2 separate regions of the Sus scrofa genome follow, and region 2 is linked to region 1. The links are chromatin contacts, called in public Hi-C maps. All regions are on one chromosome and are shown on one strand. Each heading gives the region's core, a stretch centred on a gene start, on an enhancer-like site or on the middle of the called end of the contact. The rest is flanking DNA. Distances are from core to core; before and after follow the strand shown. Region 1 holds the start of PLA2G16 (phospholipase A2 group XVI). Region 2 overlaps HRASLS5 (Ca(2+)-independent N-acyltransferase).

Region 1 (6,762 bases), core at 1,856-4,355:
GCTACTTCTTGGGCTGCTCCCGCGGCATATGGAGGTTCCCAGGCTAGGGGTTGAATCGGAGCTGTAGCCACCGGCCTACGCCAGAGCCACAGCAACATGGGATCCGAGCCGCGTCTGCAACCTACACCACAGCTCACGGCAACGCCGGATCGTTAACCCACTGAGCAAGGGCAGGGACCGAACCCGCAACCTCATGGTTCCTAGTCGGATTCGTTAACCACTGCGCCACGATGGGAACTCCGGAAAGAGGCTTTTTGACTCATTGCCTGTTTAAAAAATGTGTGTGTGATACATATGTATATATATATACACACACCTCCATCCCAGAGAAAGATTCTAACTGGTCTGCCTTGGGTCCTATGCTCCTTCCAGGGTGACTTGACTGTTGCCTAAGGGCTGAGGCATGATAATCAGCCAGATGTAGGTCACATGCGTCCTAGTCAGGGCGATGGGTTCCTGTGATCGTCAGCTCCACCACTATGTAGTCACCAGATGAAAGACTACTGGACACAAACCAATGTCCACTGCAGTTATCAGCTCCCCAGACTGGCCATTTAACAACACAGTGGAATGAGAGCCTGGAACACTGCAGGAATGTGCTTTGAAGGGGAAAGAGAGGTAGTTTTGCTTCCCATTTATGCAGAGGAAGCTCTTCAGGGCCTCTCAACAGGGGGTTTATTCTCTTCAGCAGGACTTGGGGTTCAGAGCTAGGCAATTTAGGAGGAAGTGATACTTCCCAAAACCCTGATTTTTCTGCTCAGAGCAAACGGAAAGAGGGTGTATTCACAAAGCCTGCCCAGAGTGGCCTGGATACACGTAAAAAGCCTGTGTTCAGTTGGCGATGGAGCACCTTTCCCCTTGGTTCCGGTTATGAGCTGCTGTTAGATGTCAGAAGCCCTTGTGTTACCATGAAACCCTTCTATGGATTCTGCTCCCTTAAATCGGTTTGCCTACCTTCTCCTCCCCTCTTCCCTCTCCTCGCCCTGGCCTTGCTTCTCGAATCTACCCCACCCGCTCAGAATCCCCACGGGGTCTCACACCTGCGACACAGCACATAGCCTTGGGCCATTTCCTCCCACTTGCTCACCTGTCCTTTCTTAGAGACAGCCCAACAATGGGGTCTCCCGGAGGAGCCATCCTCCTCCTCAAGGCAGAGACTTCATGATTTGGAGAGATTGCAAGTAATTAAAAATGTCTTCCATCCATCACAAGAAGAACAGAGCTCCATGGCTGTGGTTGCAGAAAAGCCTGGAGCCTTTGGAGGCAGATGGCAGATTGATCCCAGCTGTTTTGAATTTGGCTGTCCACCCGGGTCATGGCCATGGACTTGGAGTGGGGCTTAAGGACTGTCCTGCTGGTGACAGTGTCAGGATCGTGTGTAGCTTCTCAGTCCTAGGGCTTTTCTTTTCCTTTTTTCTTTTTTTTATGGCTGCACTGGGGCACATGGAAGTTCCTGGGCCAGGGCTTGGATCGCGGCTGCAGCTGGGGCCTATGCTACAGCCACCGCAACAGACACAATGTCAGGTCCTTAACCCGCTGAGCCACAGTGGGAGCTCCTCTGGGGAACTCCTCTTTTGAGAGCTGCATGAAAGGTAAAAATCACTTCCTTGACATCTTTGCCCCTCAGTGGGCTTTTTGTCTTGTTTTTCCCGGCAGAGCAACAGGGGAGAAAAAAAGTGAAGGCAGTGACATCTGGGCAATACTGGAAGAAGCGAGGCAGAAATCGGTCTTGTTTCCTCAGATCTGAACCTCTCCATCCTGGGTTCGGACTGCCTTCCAGATAGTAATTTGTTCAATATGCACATTTTGTTGGGTGAGTAGAAATGCACATAAAGCTCTGGTATTTATTTATATCGCCTCTGACTCTCCTTGCCAGGAATCTGGTGAGTAATGTGTGATGTTGATGAGCATGGGTCACTCCTGTTAACAACGGCTCAGGTGTCTTGAGTGAGGACTTACCCCAGGCCAGACATCAGCTCCCATGGTAGGGGCCTCCTTTCATCTGCTACTCTCCCTTTGGGGAGTGTATTTTTATATATTATCTCATGTGGCGTTCAATATTATCACCATTCCGTTTTACAGATGAACAGGAGCTCCCATTGTGGCTCAGGCGGCTTAAGAACCGGATACAGTGTCCACGAAGATTTGGGTTCAATCCCTGGCCTTGATCAGTGGGTTAAGGATCCGGCTTTGTCACAAGCTCCAGCATAGGTCACAGATGTGACTTGGATCCAGTGTCGCTGTGGCTGCAGCTCTGACTTGATCCCTAGCCTGGGACCTTCCCTATGCTGCAGGTGTGGCCTTAGAAAGACAAACAGATGAACCAACTGAGGCTCAGAGAGGGAAGGGTGCCCTGGACCCAGCAGCTTGCAAGTGACAGGGCCAGGATTTGGCCCACGGTCCCGATTCCTAGCTGGGTGCTGACAGGAAGTGGCAAGACTATAGAGATGAACAGGAGCTGCTTCTACTCTTGGGGAGTCACAGCCCAGTGCAGAGGAAAGGCCTGCGATGGGTCATTCATTCATTCATGAAATGCTTACTGTGTGCTGGGTTTGTGCCAGGGTTGGGGGATATCTGAAGGCTTAAGACTCGGTACTTTCTGTTTAGGCCCTTGCCTTTAAATAGCTTTAAAATGTAATATACAGAAGTCCCCGGGGATACCTTCAAAGCACCCTCCGCCCCCGCAGATGCCAAAACCGCGGGTAGGACGGAACCCTGCGGTAATCCCCCGCTTATCTGCGATTTCCTCTCCTGGTTTGTTATCCAACAGACCCCAGAAAAAACCTCCACATAACTTGGTTTTAAACCACAGTGTACGCGGCTAGAGTGGAGGAGATATTTGATTACAGTCCAGTGCGATGCGTATACCCTCTCTTGAATGCCGCGCGCGCCGCAGCGCGTGTGTAGAAGAGGCGAGGACGAGGTGGCCCTGAGCAGGGTCCCGGGGGCGCCTCCAGGCATGGAAGGCTGTGGGGAGACGGTCCGGGGGAACAGGAGGCATCCTGGCCTGACTGCCCCAGAAGCCGGAGCAGGCGGTCCCTGTCGCCGGGGCAGGGAGCTCATCGCGGCTGTAATTAGTCACACTGGGAGGAGCCGGGTGACCTCACGCTGGCCTGGACTCTGCGGCCATTTAACCGGTTTCCTTTTGCCGGGGAGGCCGCGCTGCTTCTCAAGTCCGCGAGGTGGGTGGAGGGCTGCATTCACGCATGTAAGGAAGGGTGAGACGCCTGGGGTGGCTCCCCGGGTGCCCGGGACTGTGTGGGGGATGGAGAAGTTGGGTGCGCCGCGAGTAAACAAGTTAGGGAGCAGCTGCGAGCAGCGGCCTCCCGGTACCCGCCCACCCGGACGGAGGGCGGGACGCGCCGGTCGCCCCACTGACTTTCTGGGACGCGGCGCACCTAGACAGGCGACACCGATCGCGCTCTCGACCCCTGCGCCGCCAGCCTCTCCTGCATCAGGTGAACCTCCCTGCCCCCTAAAAACGATTCATCCCTTCACGGCCAAGTGCAAGGGCAGGGAGAGGGCCCAGAAGGACTCAGCAGGGAGTGAGGCGGTTGTTCTCGGAGACCAACCGCGCAGGGTCTCCCTGCCAAAAGCCACAGTTCCCTGGGGTCTTGGAGGCGCTGTGTCCTCTTAATGACATAATGATTCCCTGCTCCCCTTGCCACAGGCATTTCTGCAGCTGATACAGTCAACTCCAGCCTGAAATAGAGGGCTCACATCGCCTGAGAAGATGCGCGCCCTGATTGTAAGTTTGGGGAAGGAGTGGGCGAGGGATGGGGGCCGTGTTTCTGTGGCGACTCATTGTCCCAAAGCCCGAGTCATCACTTCAGAGAGAGGGTCCTTGCGGATATGGGGCCACACCTCTGCTGGCCGCTGGGTATCAGGTGTCAGATGCGGGTCAGTGAGCGAATACTTGGGTGGGCAGGTTTGGAGGCCGGAAACAAGCCCCCAGAAAGGCAGGACCTATAGGAGCAGGGAAGCAGCAAGGGGAGACTTGCTCCACCAAGGTCCTGTGCTGCCTTCCTGAGTCAGATCAGAACCCCTGGACAGGGCCCCAGGGCTGCACCTGCTGCCCTGGCACCTGGGTCTGACCAGGCAGCCTTTTCTGGTCTCAGTGGATGCACCTCATGACTCACCCTGCCAGCAATTTCCAAACTCTCACTTTTCCTATTTCTAACCTGTGCTGGGATTCAGAAATCACAAAGGGGCTTAGCTGGTGCTTCCTTTCAACCTAGCAGGACCCGGATGCAGAGAGGTTCTGAGACTGACTTTTGAAGTAGACTGCCCTGGTAAATTGCCCTGGCATGGTGTTCTTGTGGCACCTGGATCAAGTTTCAAATCCACTCTGTTCTCCACAGGGAGAATGATATGACTGCACACTTAGGTAGTACTTGGACTTCCCGTGTGGCTCACAACATACATACTCACGAAGTACTCAGAACAGTACTTTGCAGGCATAGGTGCTCGGCTGTAATCCATTGGGATTATGATTATGATTTAATTCACGCAAAGGGCTTTCACACAGTGCCTGGCATTAGGGTGTGCCTGGCATTAGGGTGTGCCTGGCATATTTAATGCCTGGGGCAGTCATTTAAAAACATCCCTCTCCTTTGTCTAAAATGTTTGGCAATTATCATGAAATGAAGAGTATTAATGGCCAGGAAAGAAATACAGTAACGTTTCTTCTACTGAGCTTTGTATATAAAATCATGCCAGTGGGAAAAAATTAAAAAATGAAAAATAAAGTAAATGTTATAGAGAAAAGTGGAATGAGGTAGTGAATTAATCATTTTTGATTGCATGAATGCGTTTTTGAAGAAAAAAATGTATCAATTGGTCACAGTAGTGAATGTAGCATTACAGTTTCTGTCTTGAAACTTTCATTTCTAAAAAGCGGTCCTTGGCTTTGACAAAATTGATCATCTTTGCATTTTTTTTTGTTTTTTGCCATTTCTTGGGCTGCTCCCGTGGCATATGGAGGTTCCCAGGCTAGGGGTCAAATCGGACCTGTAGCCACCGGCCTACACCAGAGCCACAGCAACGCGGGATCCGAGTCGCGTCTGCAACCTACACCACAGCTCTCGGCAACGCCGGATTGTTAACCCACTGAGCAAGGCCAGGGATCGAACCCGCAACCTCATGGTTCCTAGTCGGATTCGTTAACCACTGCGCCACGACGGGAACTCCCCGTCTTTGCATATTTATGTTCAACATTCAGTAGAGCTAGATTTGTTGATCCCTCTTTGCTCACAGTTGACTGAAGAACACTTTTTTTTTAAAATTAATTTTAACTTCTCTCGCATGAAGCAACAGATATACAAATAGGAAAAGCCTTAAACATTGGGATACGTTTGTTAGAGATTCATAAAAATCCCGTTTAATCATGAATTCCAGAAATTGCAATACCATGTCTTTAAAAAAATGAATTCTTGTGGCCTTAAACAAATCTCCACATTTGAAACATTTTCACCAAAATGTTTCCACCATAAAATTCATAAGTTTGTATCTTATTCGGCAAAATTGTCCCAAGTTTTTCTTCTTCTGCAAAAAACAGAGAAAATGGCTGAATGGTGGTGAAGGTTGACGTTAGTTTAACTCCTTGCTTTAGAATGAGAGTCTAGTTCTTGGTGAAATTGATCCAGACTTTCAACCACTGTGCTTTTAATTTTGTCCAGTACTGGGAGAGCAAACTGTTTTGTCTTCTGTTTAAAAACAGGAAAATGGGAGTTCCCGTTGTGGCTCAGTGGTTAATGAATCTGACTAGGAACCATGAGGTTTTGGGTTCCATCCCTGACCTCGCTCAGTGGGTTAAGGATCAGGCGTGGCCGGGAGGTGTGGTTTAGGTCGCACATGCAGCTCGGATCCCGCATTGCTGTGGCTGTGGTGTGGGCTGGTGGCTACAGCTCCGATTCAACCCCTAGCCTGGGAATCCCCATGTGCCGAGGGAGCGGCCTAAGAAATGGCAAAAAGACAAAAAATAAAAATAAAAATAATAAAAACAGGAAAATGTAGGACCACAGGGGTTGACACCCCAGGGTGAAAGTTGAACTTGAACCCTTCTGAGCCATTTGGAACTTTCTGTTGGAACAGATGCATGGAGCTGAGTCTGTGTGTGTTGGGGGTTGAGTGTACAACTGAGTGGTCTCTGATTAAGCATCCATGTAGAAGACCAGGATTTTTAAAGAATAAGATGAATGTAAACCCGCTGTAATGGAAATAATACAAACTATCATAAAAAATTTAAAAAAATTAAAAAATAAAATCAAATAGCACAGATGCTGTGAAGAAAAAGAAAGAGAAATAAAGAATTAAAGAGGAAAAAAAAAGAGTAAGAGATGAAAATGTGCTAATATAAAGCTCACGTATATATTATTAAATCTCAGCAGGAACTGTGTCAATTAGGACTTAGACCAGTATCACTGATATTGTGTAAAAGTGTTGGCACATGGTGATAATAAATAGAGTGACTTTTGGTGTGGCTTATTATTATTTTAAAATTCTCTGTGGATAACTCTCCCCTGCTTGTCTGCACCCAGGGGATTTGGCTTTCGCTTTCCCACTCTAGGTGTGCCACTGCCTGGCTCTTAGGGCTTGACAAGCGTTAGCAGTTGTTGAAGCAGCTCCCTGGGCCTCCCTGGGGTGGACAGGCTGCGTGTCAGCCATACAGGCCTTCCTTTCTCCCAGCCCTTTCGTGCAGCCCTGAGGCCTCCTCCTGGTTGGGGCCAGCGCTGCCTGTTTCTCTCCCCTGTGGTCTAAATT
Region 2 (6,762 bases), core at 2,999-5,498, 83 kb after region 1:
GTGTGACGAGAGCGCCTTTTGCAGCCTGGGTTTCTGGGAAGTGATGAAACACGGTGTCTTCAGGCTGAGCTCTAGCTGATCCCCAAACAGGGTCTCTGGAGTCCCTTGGGCCTGCACAGTCTCTCTCTCTCTCATTTTTTGTCTTTTCTAGGGCCGCTCCTGCAGCATATAGAGGTTTCCATGCTAGGGGTCTAATCAGAGCTGTAGCCACTGGCCTACCCCACAGCCACAGCAACTCAGAATCTGAGCTGAGTCTGCAAACTGCACCACAGCTCGTGGCAACACCAGATCCCTAACCCACTGAGCAAGGCCAGGGATCGCACCCGCAACCTCATGGTGCCTAGTTGGATTCGTCAACCACTGCGCTAGGATGGGAACTCCCTTGCATGGGCAGTCTCTTTATTTGATTTTCTTTCTTTCCATCATAGGACAAACCCAGACCCAGACCCGGAGACCTCATTGAGATTTTTCGAATTGGCTATGAGCACTGGGCCATCTATGTGGAAGACGACTGTGTGGTCCACCTGGCTCCCCCAAGTAAGAGTGGACACGCTGCTGACATAGTGATACTGAAGTTAGCAAAGTGGAAAGGACAGTCGATGACCTGTTCCTCAGTGGCTGCCTTACTTTTTATTTTATTTTATTTTATTTTTTGTCTTTTTGCCTTTTCTTGAGCTGCTCCCGCGGCATATGGAAGTTCCCAGGCTAGGGGTCTAATTGGAGCTGCAGCCACCGGCCTACACCACAGCCACAGCAACGCAGGATCCAAGCCGCGTCTGCGACCTACACCACAGCTCCCAGCAACACTGGATCCTTAACCCACTGAGCAAGGCCAGGGATCGAACCCGAAACCTCATGGTTCCTAGTTGGATTCGTGGCTGCCTTACTTTAGCGATGACACACCCTGAAGTATTACTGGACCTTAATTTACTCTTTATTGTGCGATAGAGCTTATCCACCAAAACCCACTGCGTGTCCAGCCCCGAGATGGACGCAAGTGCAAGGAGGGTCCCTAAGTTCCCCGAGCATCTAGATCACCCTTTTCATGTGGACGCATAAGAACCTGAGCCTCTGTTTTGCAATGACCCCTGTTCAGTATTTCTCTTGCTCTGTTTCTGAGCGTTCCCCTCGATGGGTGCAGATGCTTACATGTTCTGTTTGTCACTTGTTTCCCGTTGTCCCCAAATGCTGCTCTGGCTTCCTGGTCACCATGGGCACCTCCGCCCTCACCTCGTCTCTCTGCTTTTCCCACGCATCCCGGGCTGCTCCACCCTCAGTGTGGACACTGTTCTTTCATTTCCGCATTAACACAGGACCGAGATTAAACGGGTGACTAATTAAATTTTAGTGGAGATTTGATGAGGAAGTGGTGACACTAATTTTTTTTTTTTTGGTCTTTTTAGGGCCACACCTGTGGCATATGGAAGTTCCCAGGCTAGGGGTCAAATCGGAGCTGCAGCTGCCCGCCTACACCACAGCCACAGCAATGTGGATCCGAGCGGCGTCTGTGACCTACATCCCAGCTCGCATCAACACTGGATCCTTAACCCACGAAGGGAGGCCGGGGATCGAACCTGCATCCTCATGGATACTAGTCGGGTTCATTGCCACTGAGCCACAACGGGAACTCTGGTGACAGCAGCATATTAGAGCACAAAATAGGAAACAACTTAAAATGGGACATCGAGACCCCCTGGTCACATGGTGGCCTCAGGAGATGGGCCCTGGGGGACCTGGGAGAAGGGGGTACGGGGGAGTCTGCTGTGTGATCATTGATGCCTTTGGGATGGTCCCTCCTGTGAAATCACTGCTCGTTCACGATTAGATTACAGAAGGGCGCTGGGGCCAAGGGCCTGTGGCCACACCTTGTTCCCGGCTCTCATCCCTGCATCCTGTTCTTCCCCCACCCCCGTTGGCCGAGCCTCTCACCTTGCCGGGATCTTCCCACAGAGCAGAGGTTCCTCCCAGCCGCCCCCCACCTAGCTCTCCCTCCCCGTCCACTTGAACCTTCCCACTCCACGTGTCAGAATCAACAGGAAGAATGACAATTGCTTCACGGTTCGTTCCTCTCCAGGGCTCCTTTCCAGGCTCAGGCCAGGAGCCTCCCCCCCGGGTATAAGCCCAGAGTCACCCAAGTTAACAGCAACGTCCCTCCCCGCCACCGCCGTCATCAGATCTTGCTCCAAATATGAATTCTGCCATCGTTGTTCCTAAAAGCTGGGAATTGGGCGACTTCAGCTTCTGTGAAATCAACGGCTGGTCTTCAAATACTAAAGAAAGGAACAGGGGACAGTTCTCGTTCTCAGACAACTTGTAGAAGGGAGGATACTTCTGTTGGCATTTCCCTGTGGTTGCAGCAAAAAAACGGTCCTGATTTTTTTTTTGGTCTTTTTGCCTTTTCTAGGGCCGCTCCTGCAGCCTATGGAGGTTCCCAGGCTAGGGGTCTAATTGGAGCTGTTGCTGCCATCCTACACCATAGCCACAGCAATGAGGGATCCTTAACCCACTGAGCAAGGCCAGGGATCAAACCTGCAACCTCATGGTTCCTAGCCAGATTCGTTAACCACTGAGCCACGATGGGAACTCCCCAAAACAGTCCTGATATTAAACTACCACCCACCTGGCCTTGGGCAGCTTCCAGACCCTGTCTGAGGCTCTCTCTCCTCTAAGGACTGAACAGGATAATATAGCAGCTTTCAAACATTCCTTTCTTTCTTTCTTTCTTTTTTAAAAAAAATTTTTTTTTTTTTGTCTTTTTTGCTATTTCTTGGGCCGCTGCCTTGGCATATGGAGGTTCCCAGGCTAGGGGTTGAATCGGAGCTGTAGCCACTGGCCTATGCCAGAGCCACAGCAACGCAGGGTCCGAGCCGCGTCTGCAACCCACATCACAGCTCACGGCAACGCCGGATCGTTAACCCACTGAGCAAGGGCAGGGATCGAACCCGCAGCCTCGTGGTTCCTAGTCGGATTCGTTAACCACTGCGCCACGACGGGAACTCCCTCCTTGCTTTCTTTCTTCCTCCCTCCCTCCCTTCCTTCCTTTTTCCGTTCTTTTCTTTTTTGCTTTTTAGGACTACACCCATGGCACATGGAAGTTCCCAGGCTAGGGGTTGTATCGAAGCTGTAGCCACCGGCCTACACCACAGCCACAGCAATGCAGGATCCAAGCCGCGTCTGCGACCTACACCACAGCTCATGGCAATGCCGGATCTTTAACCCACTGAGCAAGGCCAGGGATCGAACCCATGTCCTCATGGATACTAGCCGGGTTTGTTTCTGCGATGCCACACAGGAACTCAGAAACATTCCTTTTCCCAAAGCTGTGGAACCTTGTTTTCAAACAAACCCTCAGTGAGAATCCTAATACTTGAGTCAAGAGGAAGGCAGAGTGGGGCTGGGTGGAAGCTGGTTGGAGTGGGTCCTATCCAGAGCCTTGTTGGTGTGACCTCACTTGCACCCCTGTGGTGCTGACGGGGGGAGGCCTGTCATGGAACCCCATGACAGCCCCTTCTCCGGGAGCCACCTCTTCCATGTGAGGTGCTCATCACGGCTTTGGGAAGATTCTGGACGTCCAGTTAGGAAAGCAGGACTCTAGCAGGTATTTCTAGAGCTTTATGAGAAAGGGATTGCTCTGGAGGTTGAAAGTGGGGAGTGCAGGGAGTTCCTGCTGTGACTCAGTGGGTAACAAACCTGACTAGTATTCATGAGGACATGGGTTCGATTCTTGGCCTTGCTGAGTGGGTCAAGGATCCCGTGTTGCTCTGGCTGTGGCTAGCAGCGACAGCTCTGATTCGACCCCTAGCCTGGGAACTTCCATGCGTGGCAGGTGCAGCCCTAAAAAAGACACACACACACACACACACACACACACACACACAGAGAGAGAGAGAGAGAGAGAGAGAGAGAGAGAGAGAGAGAGAGAAAGAAAGTGGGGAGTGCAGAGAGCAGAGCAGAAGGCTTTTTAGGGACGCTGGTCCTTTGCAGTTCGTTTAACCTAACTCCCCACCTGTTTTAGAGACCATGAAACTGGGACCCCACCTTCCCAGCGGCCAGAATGAGCCCGTGCTCTGCCCCACTGCCCCTCGAAGCTTCCAACTTTGGCTTGTCTTTGGCCTCTAGGTGAGGAATTTGAGGCTGGCAGCATCACCTCCATCTTCAGCAACCGGGCGGTGGTGAAATACAGCCGTCTGGAGGACGTGCTGCACGGCTGTTCCTGGAAGGTCAACAACAAGCTGGACGGTATGTACCTGCCGCTGCCCGTGGACCAGATCATCCAGAGGACGAAACAGATGATCAACAAGATAGTACAGTACAGTCTGATTGAAGGCAACTGTGAGCACTTTGTCAACGACCTCCGATACGGCGTGCGCAGGAGCCAGCAGGTGTGGCGCCCCCCTCTGACACGGGGTCCTGGGGGTCCTGACGGTGATGGGTGTTATTCGCTGTGCACGCGGGGCTTTCCACCACTCCAGGACTTGACCGTTCAGAAGGCGTTTTCATCTCTGCTCACCCCTGGGGGAGTAGAGGGGGCGCTGAGCGGCAAAGCAAGACCACTGGCTGGAGTCCTGGCTCGGCCACCAGCTATCGGGGTCTCCTTGGTCAAGTCATCTTATTTATTTATTTATTGAAAATTTTTTAATTTTTTGGCTGCCCTCAATACACTATGTGGAAGTTCCCGGGCCAAGGGTCGAACCCACGCCACCATGGCCACCTGAGCCCCAGCAGTGGCAATGCGGATCCTTACCCTGCTGAGCCACCGGGATGGGGGGGGGGCCTCCGAGTCATCTTATTTCTGAGACTGTTTCTTGACAAAACTGGGTTAAGTGGAGGTGGCACCTCAGGGCTAAATTTGCAGACCAGCAGCCTGAAGGCCACATTTGGCCCGCAGACATGTTTTGCTTGGATAGCTAGTATTTTTTTTTAAATTTGAATGATTTGCCAATATTTAGGAATATAGAAATTTTGGAGTTCCCGTCGTGGTGCAGTGGTTAATGAATCCCACTGGGAACCATGAGGTTGCGGGTTTGATCCCTGGCCTTGCTCAGTGGGTTAAGGATCCGGCGTTGCCATGAGCTGTGGTGTAGGTTGCAGATGCAGCTCGGATCCTGCATTGCTGTGGCTCTGGTGTAGGCCGGTGGCTACAGCTTCGATTCAACCTCTAGCCTGGGAACCTCCATGTGCTGCAAGAGTGGCCCAAGAAATGGCAAAAAGACAAAAAAAAAAAAAAAAAAAAAAAAAAAAAAGAGAGAGAATATAGAAATTTTATATAAAAAAATCTGGATTCCCAGCCTCTCTTGACCAACTGATGGATCAAGCCATTGGGCCCTCATTCCAGCTTGCTGACACTCTGTGGGGCCAGCAGGGGCTCCCCCTCTAGGTGGCCTGTGGGGCACAGGTGTGTCACGTATCAGCGTCACCCCCATTACCTGCCTGGCCTGTGTGTGCGTGAGTTTTGGACTCCCTGCTGATAAATCAATTGTGGTATAATACAGATGAAGGAGCTTTGCCAGCCTAGATGCTTCTGACAATTTGAGCTGTTCTTGTTAATGTTTGGGCCTTACTAAACCCCCACGAGATGAGAAGAAGAAGCCTTTATTGCTACCTTTTTAATCGATTAAAAAAATCAAGGGTTAAAAGTGGGACATGACTTTTCTATGTTTGTTTTTCCTTTTTCTTTTCTTCTTGCTTTTTAGGACTGCACTTGCGGCATATGGAGATTCCCAGGCTAGGGGTCAAATTGGAGCTGCTGTTGCCAGCCTACACCACAGCCACAGCAATGCAGGATTCCAGCCTTGTCTGTGACCTACACCACAGCTCACAGCAGTGCTGGATCCTTTAACCCACTGAGGACCAGGGATCGAGCTGGAGTCCTTATGGATACTAGTCGGGTTCATTACTGCTGAGCCGCAATGGGAACACCTCTTTTCAGAGTTTCTTGTGCTCCCTTAGCCAGCGGGTGCCTGAATCCCAATCCTAGTCTCTCTCCTGTCTCTCTCCCGTCTCTCCTGAGGGTTAGCTGGCCCCCTGCTCGCTCGCTCCCCGGTTCCGCTCTCTGCAGCTTCCTCCGGAGACCTTGCTCCAGTGCCCAGGGCTTGGTGGGCTCTAGTATGAGGCATCTCCCATCCCCTGAGCACTTGTGCATGGAAGGAAGACCCCCAAGGAGCAAGGGAATTATGGGAGGTCCTTCGAGGGAGCCCGGGCCTGGCATTCACGAGACCCAAGCCTAGAGCTAAGTGTGGATACTTAGATCCCTGTGAACTTGGTCTGAGTGAGGGCCTTACCCCGGCTCTCAGATTCCCTGTGTGTCACGCAAGGGACTCCGGGACTCTGCCCCTCCGAGATCCTTTGCCTCTGAGCCCCTCACTAGAGGCAGGCCCTGGGCTGAATGGCTCTGCCGGAGGAAGGCACCCTGGATGCCTCCTGGGGGAGGGGCTCAAGCCTGCCTCCAACATCCATCTTGGACCATCCTGGCTTCTCCACGTCTCTAGAAGCTCAGGGATGTTTGGGACCATAGGGTGGCTTCCTCCTCAGTGGGCCAGTCCCTGAAGGGGAGCCGTGAGGTAGGGGTGGGGCAGGGCATCAGCCCAGGAGCCCCACCGAGGGTCCCGTGGACTGGTCTGCTTTGCAGGTGGAGCACGTACTGATGGAAGGAGCGAAGGCTGCAGGAGCGGTGATTTCGGCTGTGGTGGACAGCATGAGACCCAGACCCGCATTGGCCTGAAGGCACCGAAAGCCCCAAGCAGAGGAAGAGCTGCTGACGTT

The links. A called contact is a pair of places that touch in the nucleus more often than the background predicts.
Region 2: a Hi-C map of liver shows a contact between it and region 1, with 2.4 times the contacts expected there. The contact joins the enhancer-like site here to the promoter of PLA2G16 in region 1. A contact is called at or near these places in 1 of 5 promoter capture datasets (skeletal muscle), 19 of 47 Hi-C or Micro-C datasets (brain, embryonic fibroblasts, epiblast stem cells and 12 more) and 1 of 2 datasets of contacts at active chromatin or transcription factors (skeletal muscle).

The regions. Positions count from the first base shown.
Region 1 is chr2:8,410,286-8,417,047 of Sscrofa11.1, forward strand. PLA2G16 (phospholipase A2 group XVI) reads left to right here and starts at 3,106. Exons shown (of 5, transcript NM_001244514.1): 1 at 3,106-3,182; 2 at 3,671-3,748. The coding sequence starts at 3,734.
Region 2 is chr2:8,492,298-8,499,059 of Sscrofa11.1, forward strand. It overlaps HRASLS5 (Ca(2+)-independent N-acyltransferase), which reads left to right. Exons shown (of 8, transcript XM_021084417.1): 6 at 429-537; 7 at 4,120-4,382; 8 at 6,629-6,762. The coding sequence ends at 6,721. Among named protein-coding and RNA genes, the nearest start is that of HRASLS5, 21 kb to the left of the region's middle. Within about 2 kb of position 4,249, at least 1 of the 83 cell types and tissues checked has an H3K27ac peak or open chromatin away from gene starts, as enhancers often do. A contact at or near this core is called in liver, where this site is marked.